Linked DNA regions of Anas platyrhynchos: region 2 is linked to region 1. The links are chromatin contacts, called in public Hi-C maps. All regions are on one chromosome and are shown on one strand. Each heading gives the region's core, a stretch centred on a gene start, on an enhancer-like site or on the middle of the called end of the contact. The rest is flanking DNA. Distances are from core to core; before and after follow the strand shown. Region 1 has its middle 6.2 kb from the start of INPP5F. Region 2 holds the start of MCMBP (minichromosome maintenance complex binding protein).

Region 1 (7,625 bases), core at 2,725-5,224:
AAAGTGCTTATATGCTTAAAGTGTTAATTGTGCTTCTAATAAAGTCATTAAAGATTATTCACATCCAACTTTCTAAACTCGTGCTGTTACATAGCTATTGAACGCACCAGGAAAATGACAAATACAAAATGCTGAAGACAGCATTTTTGTAGAGCTTTGTGAGTTTGAGGTTTCAGGGAGATTTTAAGTATGGAACATGAGTTTTTACAATTAACTAAGTAGTTAATTGTCAATTCCATTTCAACATTTGCTTAACAGTTATTGTATACTTAAATCCATCCTTGTTAAGCAATCTAATTAATCACTTTGTAATAAACAGACCTTAAGCAGATACTTAAAACTCTTCAGTGTATTTCATTTTGCTTTCATCCTCCATCCCATCAGTTTTCTTCACAGATACCTTGTAAGTCAGAGGGAATTCTGTTGATGCACTGATTCTTCGGACTGTCCTTAGCTGTCTGCAGTGTCAGTATCTAGCATGTGGAGAAATTGTTTCAGAACTAATTTAGTAACATTGCAATCAAATCAGAATGAATGTCATGAAGATGAAGGCTTTTCCTGAAGCTTTCTGAAACAATCTTGACATTCCAATGGGAATATAAAAAGTAGATCTATGTTTTATGTCACGCAAGGAAGACAGGCAGGAGGGATCAAGCTCATTAGCTTGTTTGGTTCATCATCGTAGACAGTAGAAAGTTGCTGGGAGGAAGAGATGGGCGTTTTCTAAGCTCCAAAAAAAGATCTAATGGCAAGTGTTTGGTATTATTGAAGTCTTTTGCATATACATTTATAAATAAGCCAGCACTGAAAAAAGTCACACCAAGAAGGATGTGCTAGTAGTTCCTACAATACCTTTAAAAGTATTTTATAGAAAACTACAGAGTAATCCTGTAGGCCAAGAACGTATATCCAGAAGAACAATGTATGTGGTATTCTGTGAAGAAAAAATATTTTTCCATTTGTATCTGAGTATTTTTCTCCTGTAGTTCATGCTGGTTTAAGGCACTATTACAGCTGTTTGCTTCTTTTTTTTGTTTTTTTTTGTTTCCCCTAGAAAACAACTTCAGCAATAATTGTCCTAGGTCCTGTCTAGCTTGAGTGGTAAATGACTTAAATAATATTAGCCGAATTGACCTCTGCTTCACACAGCATCCACAGGCCATGGTTCTACAAACATATAAAACTTCCACTCATCTTTCATTGACCTCAAGAAAATGAAGCCAAGATGCAGAAGTATTAATGTAACACATGGGAAGCAGATAATTTTGGCAGTGGATATAACAACATGCAGTCCTTTTACAAGTGACAGATGTGATCTCTAGTCTCTCATGACTAGCCTTTTCCCTGGGGCAGCTCTGGTAGCTTGTTTAACAGACATATTTTTCCTCCATATTGCAGTATTAATATCAGTTAATGCTATATTCATGAGAATAAATTTTGAAATGGGTGTATAGACAACTTTCAATAGAAGATTCTTTACTGCTTGGGAAAAAAAGGCCCAGCATAAACAAAAACAGAAATACATTTTCACTCTCTGGGACTGTTTACAAATTTTGAAACAAAAAAGTTGTATTAATGACGGAAGCTTTCTGATGAAATGCATACATAATAAGGCTTTGGACTCTCTGCAATTGCAGGGCTACCAAAAACATTTGACTTCTGATAAATTTTGCTGCCTAACAAATGGTCTGGATGAGACTGCATGTTCAGCTGTACCAGACAGCATTAGCGACCTGAAATTTCGTTTTGACCTTTCCACAATGCATTAAAGCTAATAAAGCCTCTGCCCTGCAAGTTAAAATAGGCGAAGCAGAGTTTGGAAAGAGTGTCAGGCTCTTAGAATAAAAATGCCTCTGTATAAATTAAATGTGAAAGATACTCACTTAAGAATTATTCCAGGGGACAACAGAGAAGATCTGTATTCAGAAGAGATGAGGGCTTTATGTTTCAGTGGGATTCTCCCTTTGCCCCCAAAGCCATTTCCTCTGTTCTTTCCCATGCATTTCCCTTTCTCTCCTCTGCTCACTTTATTTAATAAATAGTGTAATTTCTTGACAGTGAAATGTTTTATACGGTGTTAGTTTATCATTACAAAAACAACCTACAGCTGCTGAATATTTCTGCAAAGAAAAAAAAAAAAAACATACTTCCTTAGTTTTCATTTATTTGCTCCTGCTGAAGTTTTCTCTATCTTATTTTCCTGATCATTCTTTAATTTTTCCAAATTCTTCCTCTCTTCTTCCTTTTTCCTGTTCTCTCCTGTTATCTCTCTCTGTTGCCTGTAGCATCTGCATTCATGGACTAACTCCTGCCTTACTTTCTTCCCATTCTTTCTTGTCTCACTGAACAGGGGTACTCTAGGGGCCAGAAGAGCTGTGAGCAGGCCTGGGAGAGAAGAAAAATATTTCTGATGCCTGGACAGTATTGGCCGCTGGACCACACAGACGTTTTTAGATGGTTACCAAATCTTTTCCTGCTGTTAACATCAAGTGAATGGGAGTTTCAAAAGGAAAGGTACATCTCTTTATTTTCTGTTCCTATTCTGGCATAAGCTACAGAAGCTACTGAAACTTGCATCTCAAGGATATCCTGTTAGGAACATGGGCTTCAGGTCCCTTCTTTTCAGTCTGCTGTGCATCTCTGTCCTGAGGCACCTTTTAAAGTCCTGGGAGAAGGCAATAGGTGGTGAAAAAAAAAAAAAAAAAACAGCTCTTCTGGTGTTCTGCCGACAGTCTTTAATCTGACCGATGATTGCCAGGATCTGACATTTTATACTGCTTGAATGATGCAAGCAGGCAGGGTTTAGGAAGCATTACTGGTTCTGTATAACATTTCTTTAAAAAGAAATACTTCCTTCAAATAGGAAAAATTAGGGTAAGAATTGGGGGAAAAAAAAATGTGTTAAGTACAGCAAAATCTGAACTGAATCAGAGTGCAGAAAGAATGTCATAAACACTAGGCATGAGTTTTAATTGCTAATTAGAATTGAAATTTACGTCAAGGAAATAAATAGATAAAAACAATTAGGAAGGGGAGGAAGGCAAGCAGACACAGAAAGACTCTTAGCAACAGACGGATGCAGGCAGCTCTCCTAGCAGAACACCATTGTGCTGTTTCCTTACTTGTAAATGAGAAACATTTATAGTGCAATAAAACAAAGCCTAGCCCAAGAAGAGAAAGGACTGTAAAACTGCAAGTTAAATAAATAGACTGCGCTGGGACATAGTTTGTTTCTCTAAGTGAAAGTTCCTGCTCTACAAAGAAAGCTTTTAGCTGCCTAGGAGGAAAGGGTGAGGAACAGCAAGACCCTGAAGTTTTTCAGGTGCTCTGCTCAGTAGAAACCTTCTGCTGGAGAGATGTCACTCTGTGACCCTGCAAAGAAGCTGACAATTGACAACTAAAAGAGATTCTTGAGTTTAGCTCTTCTCCTCACTCACTTCCCCGCCTGGTACACGAGCAGGGCAGAGCAGGTGCTTGTTAATGAGTCCCAGGCAGCAGTACCTGCAGCATTGCCTGCACTCCCTGCTTCTGAGAAATGTGTGATGCCTTAAGGAAAAAAGAAATTTGAGAATGGTTTGGGGCTGAGATTCAATTCGCTCAGACGGGTGATGAGGCAGATATTTGAGAAATTAACTCAGCAGGTAGAAGATCCTCTTTTAGCTGCCAATTTTACACACCTGCCTACATGGAATATTTGTCGTCATCTTCTAGGCAGTGCAAGCAGACACCTTATTCAGTGCCGCCATTCCTTCATTTCCTTTTTTTTCAGTTTTTAAATGACAGGAAGAAAGATGTCCTGCCCACTGCTGTGGACTCCACCCTGTCAGTGAAAGTTGAACTGGACTTGGTATTTGTCACACTACAATACGCACAGCTACACTAAATAGTGTTCAACTCCCTCATATTGAGCAGCACTGTTCCAAAACTGTGCTTTGAAAGGGCTCATTGCTCTCTGACACAACATTTCTCCACTAGCATATTATTCGAGTATGTCTACTGGTTATGCTACACAACACGTGACTGAAGGACATTCAGAAATGAGAAATCTCCTTATTGAATGTTCACAATCAAGACCCAGGCAAGCACTTGATTTTGGAGGGTACTGAACAATCAGTCTCAAAAAACATTTATTATATGCTTGACTTTAGATTTATAAATTAAATTATATTTAATGAGACGTTTCTGCCTTTTAAAACGAGCATGGGATTCAGAACTTTCCTGGTTTAAGACTGGGAACCAAATACCTTGATGGGATTTGCTCCCATCTCTTTTCTCTGTTTCTGTGCAGTCTGCACTATCACGTGCTGGACATTTTTCACTGCTGTTTGCAGCAGCAGCTCTGTTCTGTGTGCATTTTCCAGGCAGTTCAGTGCTGTAGTGCAGGGCATAGGGTTGCCGTTAAAATAATTCAGAGCTCCTTGCAGGAATTCAAGGACAGACCTTGCTTTGCCCTTGTTCACCCTTTGATCAGGGTTTTTTTTTTCCCCTTGGGTATCTTTCTGTTTACATTCAATGCGGTTTCCTTAGATTCACAGCTGGACAGTGTTTTCATAAGCTCGTGAGCCTCAGCTAGTGAGAAAAAAAGAAAAAAATAATAAAAAAAAAGGAGAAGGAACTTTGCATTTTTGCAATTCATTGACAATAGCTAACAGGAAGGAAATGCACAGGCATTAGTCATGCACTCTCACTCTCAGTATTACCTGATTGCCCACAGCTTGATTTCAAATTTAAATGTTGATTAATGGGAAGTGATCTGATTTAGGAACAGTCCGGGCCTGCAAGTACAATTGACTGGCTCAGTTGGATAAATACACAGCTCTTCCTGAGATGAATGCCATCAGTTTCAGAAACAACTGTGTAAGAAAATGTGAGGATTTTTATTTATGAATGCCCGTGATTAAGAAATGGTGGAATATTTTTGTTTGTTTGGAGAGACTTTCATGCTCTGGTAGCTTCCAGATGAGCATCAGAGAAATCATCTTTGGCAGTCAGTATGCCTATAACATATTTGAAGCAATCTTGTATTTTATTGTCATATTCAGCTCCTGCCTCCTTCACTATCAGAGATATCATCTCACAGGTGCAGTTGGTGGAAGTTTTGTGGTACCGACATTTACTGCTTCGCTTTGAACTGCCAAGTTGAGCCATCATTTACTTAGCTATCCAACAAGGAATGGAAGTAATTTTTGCTACCTTATGATGTATATAAGGTATATTCAGTCTAGCAGTTTACAGAACTGTCAAGTTACATGATGAATATAAAAAGCAGTCATTCAGTGACATCAGCCAGATCCCTCAGTACTTTGGGATGCACCTCAGCAGTTCCCAAAAACTTTGCATGTCAGTTTAAGTAGTCCCTACATTGCTCTTCTTCCTACCACAGGGAGGACTGCTGAACCCAAAGTTAGGCAAGGAGGCATGGGAGGCATATAGCAGATTAGTAAAAAGAAAATCTGAGGCAAAAAAAAGGGCCTCAGCCTTTTCTATGTCATCACAAGGTTGCTGATGCCTCTCAGCAATGGGATCACTTTTTTTAGTTCATCTTGATGCCAAAGTAGCTATAGAAGCCTTTCTTCTTCATACCCCTTGCCAGTTTTTAATCCAGCCATGCTCTGTCCTTCCTATTTCCATCCCAGTGTGCCCGGGCGATGCATCTGTATTCCTCCTTGGTAGTCCATATGCACTTAGGTTTTCCATATGCTCCCTTTTTGCATGTCAGCTTGGTGAGCCCTGTTCAGTCTGGCTGGCCTGCTGTTACGCCTGCTGCTTTTCTTGCAGGTTGGTTATTTGCAGACAAGACAGACTGGTTTGCCTCTTTCTGCAACTCAAATGTCTTGAATACAGTGTCCCACTAATACAGAAGTATGAATAATAAATCCACAAGGCTATACTCCTACTATCTTCAATCACATCCATGGTTGAGGGCTTCTACAATATTCAAGTCAGATTCTTTAATTTACCTAATCCTTAATCAGATATTTACTAGCCTGACATGGCAGCTCCCCAGCCGTGGGACATGGTCAATGAGCTGTGATGCATGAAGGGCTCGAGCGACTTCCCGACTGAAATGTTTTTGAAATGGCTTCTGTGGATTTTTATAGGGGTTATATTAGGCATTAAACAGACACTCTGAAAGCCTGCTTTGGGAAGGAACCTCCTCAGAAGAGAAGGAACACAGTAGGCTCTTCTGACTGGCAACACAACAGATAAAAAGAGGTTTGTGACAGCCAACAGTCGGCACCAGAACACTTCAGAGATACCTGTAAAAGTCTTTTTGATATTAAATATTCTGAAAAATGCTTAAATGTTGTTTTACAACAGAAAAAGACAAAACCACTGGGATGAATGTTACCTTTTGGAAACAAACTGGAAACTTTCTCAAAACCAGGGAAAGCAGCTCACCATAAGAATTTTTGCCAGAATTTATTTTTAACTTTTTTTTTTTTTTCCACTGGAATAACTTTCTCATATGGTGACTGTAGTTGTTATCTCTACAGGCAGAGAGACTCTGGCATTTCCTCCTTTCCCATGGAAACGTCTTATTTGCCAATGGGAACATTTCTATTGACTCCACTGAACACGTAGGAAAACAATACGATTTTCTATTCAAAATGTGTGTGTGGTTAACATCTGCAACACGCCATGTGCCCTATGGGTAATATATTGACTTCCCCGTGTTGCATTTTCTGTTAAGATCAAATCAATGAGGCCATTTGCAAAAGTAAATGGGAATGCTTTGACTGCCTACAATTACGTTGTTTTATTTTATTCTACAATTACAGATTGCACTTGCAGTCTACCAAGCAAGTGCAATCACACATGGAAAGATTGCTTCTTGTGTCCTTGGTCCACCTTCATAAGTTAAAATACTATTTGTAGTATACCAAGACCACATTTAATTCTTAGTTTCTCCTAGGTAAATGACTGCCAGTCCTCACCAGCGTTGTAATAAAATCCACAGCTAATTTACACCAGAATCCACTTGTTTTTCCCAATCTGATCACGTAGGCATATTGTTTTTCTGGTAGTTTTGCGTTGTACAGCGTAGGCTATTTCAAACACAGAAAATCCTTCACTAAATAGATTATATTTTTTACTGCACAGGCCCAGTTTAGTCTTTCCATTTATTAAAGGCTGATTGAGCATTAATCCAATTTTTCAGAAAGCATCAAAGAAATCCACACAACAGACTCATTTTCCCCAAGTGGGAGCTTTTGCACATTTTTCATACAAGAAAATTTCCTTTCCATACCTACAGATACCTGTCCCTTTATAAAATAAATGTTCAGTGTAGGCGTTGTAAAACAAGCTTTCTCACAACCAGGCATTTATGTTAGGGTGAGGTGAGGTGAGGTCAGAATTTAGGCTTATATGGAAATATTTCAGAGACAATACTGTCTTGCTCGTGCTTCTGTATGTGAAACAATATTGAACTCGGAGTCTTGGAAAATAAATTTTTGCTGACACAATAAAGTTTTGCTCACACTCAGTGTCAGCAAAATAAATTTAATAAAAGATAGGATGGAAACCTGTTAGCACCTCATTGAAGAGAGATTCAGAAAGTAAGATTTTAAAAAAGTCTGACAGCAGATTAGAAGGCTCATTACCCTTTAGAAGAGTTTACC
Region 2 (7,625 bases), core at 2,277-4,776, 63 kb before region 1:
CGGTGTGCCGTACGAGGCCTGGGACTTGGGAACGTGTGGTGAGAAGGTGTTTTGCCCATCCTGTGGCCCAGACCCCAGTGGAAGGGAAGTTGGAGGCCTGGAGAAGGCCGGTGCTCCAGCAGGCGGTGCGACTGTTGTTAGGGGCGGCTGTCCAATGCTTCCAAAGGGATCGCTGCTGCTAGGTACTTGAGAGAAATAGTTGAAAGTCTGTGGTGGATTCGGGCTCGCAGTGGTCTGACCCAAGAAGCTGTCCTCTTCACCAACATCTGCAGAATCGTCTGCAAAAACAACAAGAAAAAGGTCACAAAAGATGCCCTGAGAGGCTCAAACCAGTCAGCATACGTATGCAAAGTGCTCTGTAACGTTATCGACTATTTCCAAAACTCTACTGGACCCCATAAAGCCAGAAGAACTACAGGTCTTAGATATCCTTGAAGATTAAATGTGCCATAACCTTGAAACAAAAGCTGTTAAGTCTTCAAAAACATTGAAAACAGACCACAAAACTCATTCAGTGCATGCATATAAAGCAACAAAAAGTAAAAGTTTGAAATAAGAGGCCAAACTATGACTCAAGTCAGGACCTTCGCAAGCCAGTTTAGCAAAGAACCCTGCTTCCAGGGCACTGAAATCCCTTTCAATCTCCCTTATAGCTATCAAATGCAAAAGCAGCTTTGGTTCATTTCCTCTTACCATGAAAACAGTGACTAAGCACAAGACTTCCAGGATCTAATTCAAAAGTAGATCTTAAATCCCAAACAGACCGTGCCTATTGGTTATGGTTCTTCATGGATTAAGGCCATTCTCACCCAACCCTTCAGCAAACCTCTCACAAGGTTTCCCACTTGCTTTGCAAGGTGGCCAAAACTCATCATTCCAAGTCATTTGATGAGTGAGACTTATGCCAGTTCTGTCTAAAAGTCCTACTCTAGACCGGCACAAGAGGTAAATCTCTGGAGCAGAAAATTAAGTCCCTATCCTGCATAATTGCAGGAGAGGGTTTAAAATCATGGAAGGCCGTGACTGTCCTTTTGCATGACAAGAAAGGACTTAAACCAGCTCCTGGACGATGTTTTCTGCAGTGACCCAGCAGCACCTGGAAAGGGAAGGGGCTTGACATTCTCACAATAAACTGGGTTGGACCTGGAGCAGTGTGAGTGTTGCTGCCTGCCTGCTGAGGGAACAGCATCCTGCAAGCAACCAGTGCAATTTACAGAAGTCCTAAGAGTGTTGTCACTGCTCTGGCAGGGGACAGGGGAGCAGGGAGGAATCCACAGAGCAGTCTCCCTGGGAAGCTGCAGTTCTAGTTAATTAACCAGAGAAGCAGCAGCTGTCATGAATAAAATGGACTGTTGTAACCAACTTCTATTTAGCTGTCTTCTCAGATGGCATCAATTTCAGGAAAGCATCACCCGTACCTATCAATTTCTCTTACTTCACCTGTGGTGTTTTATGCTGCTTTGAGGAACATACCCCCAGATCTCTGTACATGAACCATCCTGTGCAGAACATTAAAGCCATTTAGAAGCAACGATCATCATAAATTCAGGTCTCTGGATCACCTCCCAGCTACAAGCAGAATAGCCATTTGTACTTAATAAAGGGTCTTATTTTCACGATTGGAAGTTTCTTCTTCCCTTCATATTTCATAAACACTGTGGAACAGAGAGAAGCAAACCACATACCTCACTGCCAGTTCTCCGCTTTCCAAAATAACCAGTCGCGGAGCAGGCAATTTATCTCACTGCAATGTCAGATCACAACAAACACAGCAACGTGCTGAGGAGTTTTCAAGGCCTTTACCACATGCACATTCACAAACAACCTAAATTTCAACTATGCTTTGGAAATTTAGTTAAGCCGTCCATTTCCTAGAAAATGGGGTTGACAACAATTGTATATATACATGCACACACAGCTTTTAGACAGAGCATGTTACTTTCTACATTACTTTTTTTCTAATCTGCAAAATCTACATTGAAACATATACATAGACCGGCAGAAAAAGCACTTAATACAAATGAAAAAAAGAAATCCTGTGATTCTACGGATTTGTCATCTGGGGCAGTATTCATCTCCTACACAGAACAGTCTCTCTTCAGCAGTGACTGTGTGACAGCCGCCTGTACACCCCTCACAGATGGTAGCAGGCTGCCACCCGACAATCACAGGCAGCAGAAGTCCATTTCCTGGCTGGCAGTGCTCCTCTCATCCCACACTAAGGATGTTGGCTACTTCGTATGCATTTGAACCAGAGAATGTCTTCTCTCCTCAAACTGCACAGCCCAAAGCACTCTTTGAGATACAACAGATTAACACCCAGCTTCCAAACATCAGCTCTCAGTTGGATGGCAAACAATTCCCGAGACCGATCCCCATTACAATTTAGGATTAAACCCCAGGGCTTGTTCCTTCCTGTTCCAAACTGATGCAAGATGCAAACTGCTCTGCGCAGCCAGGTCCCTATGCCAGCTGGCTGGATGAAGGGGCAAGGCGAGGGACCACAGAAGCTAACAGGAAGGGGGCCTTTCCTGAAGAAATACAGGATGTGGCATAACCTCGGTAGACCTTTGGCACGGAAATTCACTCCAGCTGTAAGCCTGTGGACCTGCATCCAACCAAAACTTTAGTGAAATGGAGAGCACGCAGCTAATCACACCGCATTACTGAAAGCTGATCAACAGATTTTCTCCCTAGCTTGTCTTCTAGAAGCTGCCACATGAGAGTTATCCGTGCAATGTTATCTTCCAGATTTTCCATTAGAAACTACGACAATAAACAACTTATATTTGCAAGAAAACATATATAAGCACTGAACAAACAGCATTAGCAAAGGCATCAGCTACCTCAAATAAGCAGGAATAATATTCCAATGCTTTTACTCCCTCTCTCCCCCAGAAAATGCTGATCTAAGGAACATTTTGAGGCCACACTTGGCAAATATTTGTTAAGCTTACAGAGACATATTCCGTTTATTTCCTGACACGTTAACACTTCCCCTACGTAAGATACGCCAGCGTTGAAACCGAGGCTTGGATCTTGGACTCGATACGCACCGATGCAATAAAATTTAAAATAATTAACGTCTAGAGGCCACCTACAGACCTCCATCAAGGAACAGAGGAGGAGGAAGAGGAGGAAGAAGAGAAGGAGGAGGCGCAGGGACCCCTCTCCCCCCCGGTGCCCCCACACCGCCCGCCGGCACCGAGCAGCCCCGTTCCCCCCTCACCCCCCCCGCCTCCTACCCGCTGCCAGCAGAGCGGGGCCCGGCGGCACGGCCGGGGCCTGGCTGACGGGGATGAAGGGCACGGCGAAGTTGAACTCGGTGGCGGAGGAGGAGAAGAGGAGGTTGGTGCCGGTGCCACCTCCACCAGCCCCGGGCTTCGCCGCCGCCATGGCTGCGCCCCAGCCACGTCCCTGCCCCGCCACCGCCCGGCCCCTTCCGCACGCCCCGGCCCGCCCCTAAGATGGCGGCCGCGGGCTGGGCGAGGCGGGAGGAGGAGGAGGAGAAGGAGGAGGAGGAGGAAAAGGCGGGCCCGGGCAGGGCAGCGCCGCCATTGCTGCGGCTGCCGCCTTAGGAGGAGGTGGAGGAGGAAGAGGAGGAGGAGGAAGGCGGAAGCCGGCAGCCCCCGTGCTGGGTTTGCGGGCGGCAGCTAGGGCAGCGGGGGGATCGGCGGCAGCTCCCTCCCTCCCTCCCAGCTGGTCGCCGCCATGCCGTGCGTGGCCGACTGGCTCAACAACCCCTTCAGCATCGTGCAGGGCATCTTCGGTGAGCGCGGCCGAGCCGGGCTGGGCTGCCCCGAGGGGGAGCGAGCCCCCGGGGATTGGGGATGGAGGGAGGAGGGCGGCGGGCACGGTGCGGGGCTGCCCGGAGGCGGCGGGCGGGCAGCGGGCGGCCGCCTCCTTCTCCCCGCCTGAGGTGAGGTGAGGGGCGGGCGGCGAACCGCAGGGGCTGTCCCGGCCCGGGGAGCGGCTCCCGGGTTTAAAATAAAAAGCTGAAGAGGGTTTTTGGCTCGGTGCTGCTGCGAGGTGTTCCTGAGCTAGCTGTGCTTGAGCACACGGAGGCTGGGGGCAGCCCTTGAGGGTGTCGGGTCTCTGCTCTACCTGCCCGCATGGCTCCCTGGCCACCGAGCATCTGTGAACGCTGCCAGGGCTCTTCGGTGCTAGGTGTGATCTTAACGAAAAGGACCACAAATAAAAATAATTCCTCAGTGACCACCCAGCGGAAGGTGGCCCCTCACCTCCTGCAGTTTCTCAGGGTACACGGCAGCGTTTCAGAGCCCTTCTGCATTTCCAGCAGCGTTCCCCCTCGTTTATCTAAAGTGGGGTAAGATAAGGAAGTTGAAACAATTGCAATAGCCTTGAAGTTGTCTAAAATTAAGTCGTTTACTCAAAATGCGCATACGTGTATAAACTGCTTACTAAGTTAACACGTTTCTGTTCAGCATTATGCTACGTGATGCTAACGCTCATGTAAATGTGTCTTGTTTTGTAGCCCAAAATCTTCCAAATTCTGATTGGGAAAAGAAGGTGACTGACTATTTCAGAGAGAAATTAAAAGAAAATAATGCTACTAACTGGGTAAGGATCTCTTCTGTCATTCTTCTGGAGTTAGGATCTTAACCTGGAACTTAGGAACAGCATTCTTTTTACCTCTTAATTATTGCGGTGATCTGTTCTTTAGAAGCTCTTCCTTCTCAGAAGCCTATTTCTAGATTTTAGGCCTTTGTAATACAGATTAAAGCAACTGAAATGTAAATGACCTATGTAAAACAAAGATGTAAAATTCTAATTGAAACTGTGGAAGCCAATCCACTTGACTTTAGTGTACTGTTTTGCCCTGGGCCATAACTGCTAAATGCTGCCTGTTTGTAGCATCATCCGGTAGATGGCAGGAGCTGACAAATTCTGTCACTTCTGAAAGCCTTCACGCCACCCTGTTAGTCTGCAGTAAGTGTTTGTACACCACGAGTTTCTGAGCTGCTGTTCATAAACCCCGTCTCACATGACCCTTTATTGCCATGCTGGAAACTTCGTGTGGGTTGAAGAACTACGTGCTTAGACTCTCACATTTGAGGAAAAAATACTCTGCTAAAACCGTGCTTTATTAGGCTGGGTCAGGCCTAGTTCTGGAAGTTCAGCAGGGAAGCTGTGCTTTAGGTTTAAAAATAAAGCATGCATACTTGGGTTGTACTAGCGACTTTTTTTTTTTTTTTTTTTCCAAAGACTGGCAAAAACGGCATCCTGGAACACCACAAAGTGGGTTAAAGTCTTGTGTCAAATCTGTTCTACCTAGGGCTAAAAAAAAACAAGTGAAAACTATTTTTCTTCCTCTGTCAGTGAAAGTGTTCTGTCTTTAAATTTCAAAGACGGTTTACATCAAAGTATAAATGGCAAATCTGTGTTAAATTTGCAGCATAAGGAAGGAACTAAAAGCAAGCTCTCTTAGTCGCTTATGAGGGAGCACAGTCTTGTTTCTTAAACTGCTATTTCTTATAGGGCTCCTTCTGTTTTTTTTTCTGTTTTAATATTAGGTGTGTTTTTTCAATAAAAAAACTTACCCTTAAAATGGGAAAACTATTCCTATAACAAGTCCCATAATTTCAAGATATACTACATACATGTGTGCTGTTTTTTCTATTTTTTTTCCATTGACATGTTAAAATACATGAAAAAGAGTTGCCCACTGTGAGGGATTTGGAAATTGAAATACAGGTTTTCTGTGGCCTTTTGTTATAGAAATTGTGTGTACAATTGCTCCAGTACATAATATGCTGTAAAAGTGCTAAAGATTAAAATAAGTAAATAAAATCCAATTTGTGCTGCAGTAATTCCCAGTTGAAGAGTTAGTTTAAAAATTTGTTGTAGAGTTCACATATGCTTTCAGTGAACCAAAATGCATTTGGTAACAGTGTAGTGTTGGGATTGAAAAAGGGATGAGACCAGTGCCCAGAGAAGCTGTGGCTGCCCCATCCCTACAAGCGCCCGAAGCCAGGCTGCATGGGGCTTTGGGCAACCTGGGCTGTGGGAGGTGTCCCTGCCATGGCAGGGGTTGGAACTGGGTGGGCTTCAAGGTCCCTTCTAACCCAAACCATTCTGTGATTCTAGTTTTGGAACTAGAAGAGTTTGGGAACTGTTAGTGTATGATAATACTAATTATTACCTTTAACAGCTATTGTGGGAACTCCCAATGTTGAGATACATGCGCTTTGTTACTGCTTGGATTGTGGCACTAAAAGTGGGGGGGAAAGTACCCAAAAAGTACAGTATGTGCTACCTGATAAGGCACGGAATTGTCAGAGGCAATTAATCCTATCAACAGCAACAGATAAAAGTTTTAGCCAAGGAAAAGAGCAGTAGGATGTACCAGATAAAAATAAGTTGGTGACAGCTTTTGTGATGGTTTTGGTGTACTTCAGGGCACTTCTTAGTAAGCCAGTTGTTTAGACCAAGCTCTCTTTTATAGGTTCCATCGCTGAATGATGTTCCCGTACATTACCTGAAGCCCAACAGTTTAGTGAAATTTCGCTGCATGGTTCAAGATATGTTTGATCCTGAGTTTTATATGGGAGTGTACGAAACAGTTGACCCAAACACAAATGCACGTGTAAGTGAAAAACCAATTTATTATTTTAGGAAGTGCTCAGCATTTTTCTGTTCTAGTCTTCATATTTCTCTAGTTTCTGAGTTAAATGTATGGAGCCTTGGCACTATCTGATAGTAATTCTGTTTGTGGAATTCAAATGGTATCAGTGATACATCACTACTTATAATTCTGTTGGGGAATTTGGGGAATAAAAATTAGCTTAAAAAATGAAAGCTTCAGCAGTGTGTCTTTGAAGAACATAAGACTGCAATAATTTTGATATAAATAATTCATATGCGGGTTTCTGTCAGAAAGAGAACGATTGCGTTGTCTTTTCTCCTTCTTGACAGGTTTTGCATTTTGGTAAATACAGAGATGTGGCGGAATGTGGGGTAAGTTACACAAGTTATATGAATTTTGAGATGCAATATTGGACGGAAAGATGCAATTTCTAAGTATGGTGTGAATTATTTGGTGCTTATCAGTGGATTCTTGGAAATGCTGTTCTTAAAAACACAAAATTAATCTAAGTTTTGGACAGCAGAGTATTCCTAACTGCTAATACGCATTTGAAATTTAGCAGGCTTCCAGCTATTTCTCTTGCATTTAAAATTCGTTTTGCTTGGGTGGGATCAGGGAGAAAGCACAACAAATCTTGAAAATTTCTGCTGTGGCAAACAACCAACTTTTGGTAGTACAGTGCTGTTAGGATCAAAACATTGTAGATGCAGACTGTTTAGGTTCCCTATTTCATGCAAATGTAATAGCGTGTGTTTGTTAAAAGTTCTGGCTCAGTAACTGTACCTATGGAATTAGTTTTAAAAACAAAAAATGCTCTGATCAGATTTTTAGTATCATCATGTCTGTTGGTGTTGTAGCCTCAGCAGGAAATTGATCTGAACTCCTCGCAAACAGTCACCTTGGAGAGACAGACGTTCTACTGCGTTCCAGTGCCTGGGGAATCAGCATGGGTGAAAGAAATATCTTTTTTGTCTGCGCTAGTGCTGTGTTATACAAACAGTGACCATCAACTAATTCA

What was found. A called contact is a pair of places that touch in the nucleus more often than the background predicts.
Region 2: a contact with region 1 is called in a Hi-C map of small yellow follicle, with 2.1 times the contacts expected there. The contact joins the promoter of MCMBP here to the enhancer-like site in region 1. A contact is called at or near these places in 4 of 8 Hi-C or Micro-C datasets (F5 follicle, skeletal muscle and small yellow follicle).

The regions. Positions count from the first base shown.
Region 1 is chr6:35,730,805-35,738,429 of IASCAAS_PekinDuck_T2T, reverse strand. No RefSeq gene overlaps it. Among named protein-coding and RNA genes, the nearest start is that of INPP5F, 6.2 kb to the left of the region's middle. Within about 2 kb of position 3,974, at least 3 of the 8 cell types and tissues checked have an H3K27ac peak or open chromatin away from gene starts, as enhancers often do. A contact at or near this core is called in F5 follicle and small yellow follicle, where this site is marked.
Region 2 is chr6:35,793,476-35,801,100 of IASCAAS_PekinDuck_T2T, reverse strand. It overlaps MCMBP (minichromosome maintenance complex binding protein), which reads left to right and starts at 3,526. Exons shown (of 16, transcript XM_027460816.3): 1 at 3,526-3,769; 2 at 4,496-4,581; 3 at 6,467-6,607; 4 at 6,937-6,978; 5 at 7,465-7,566. The coding sequence starts at 3,712. It overlaps SEC23IP (SEC23 interacting protein), which reads right to left and starts at 3,474. Exons shown (of 19, transcript XM_038180909.2): 1 at 3,246-3,474; 2 at 1-278. The coding sequence starts at 3,396.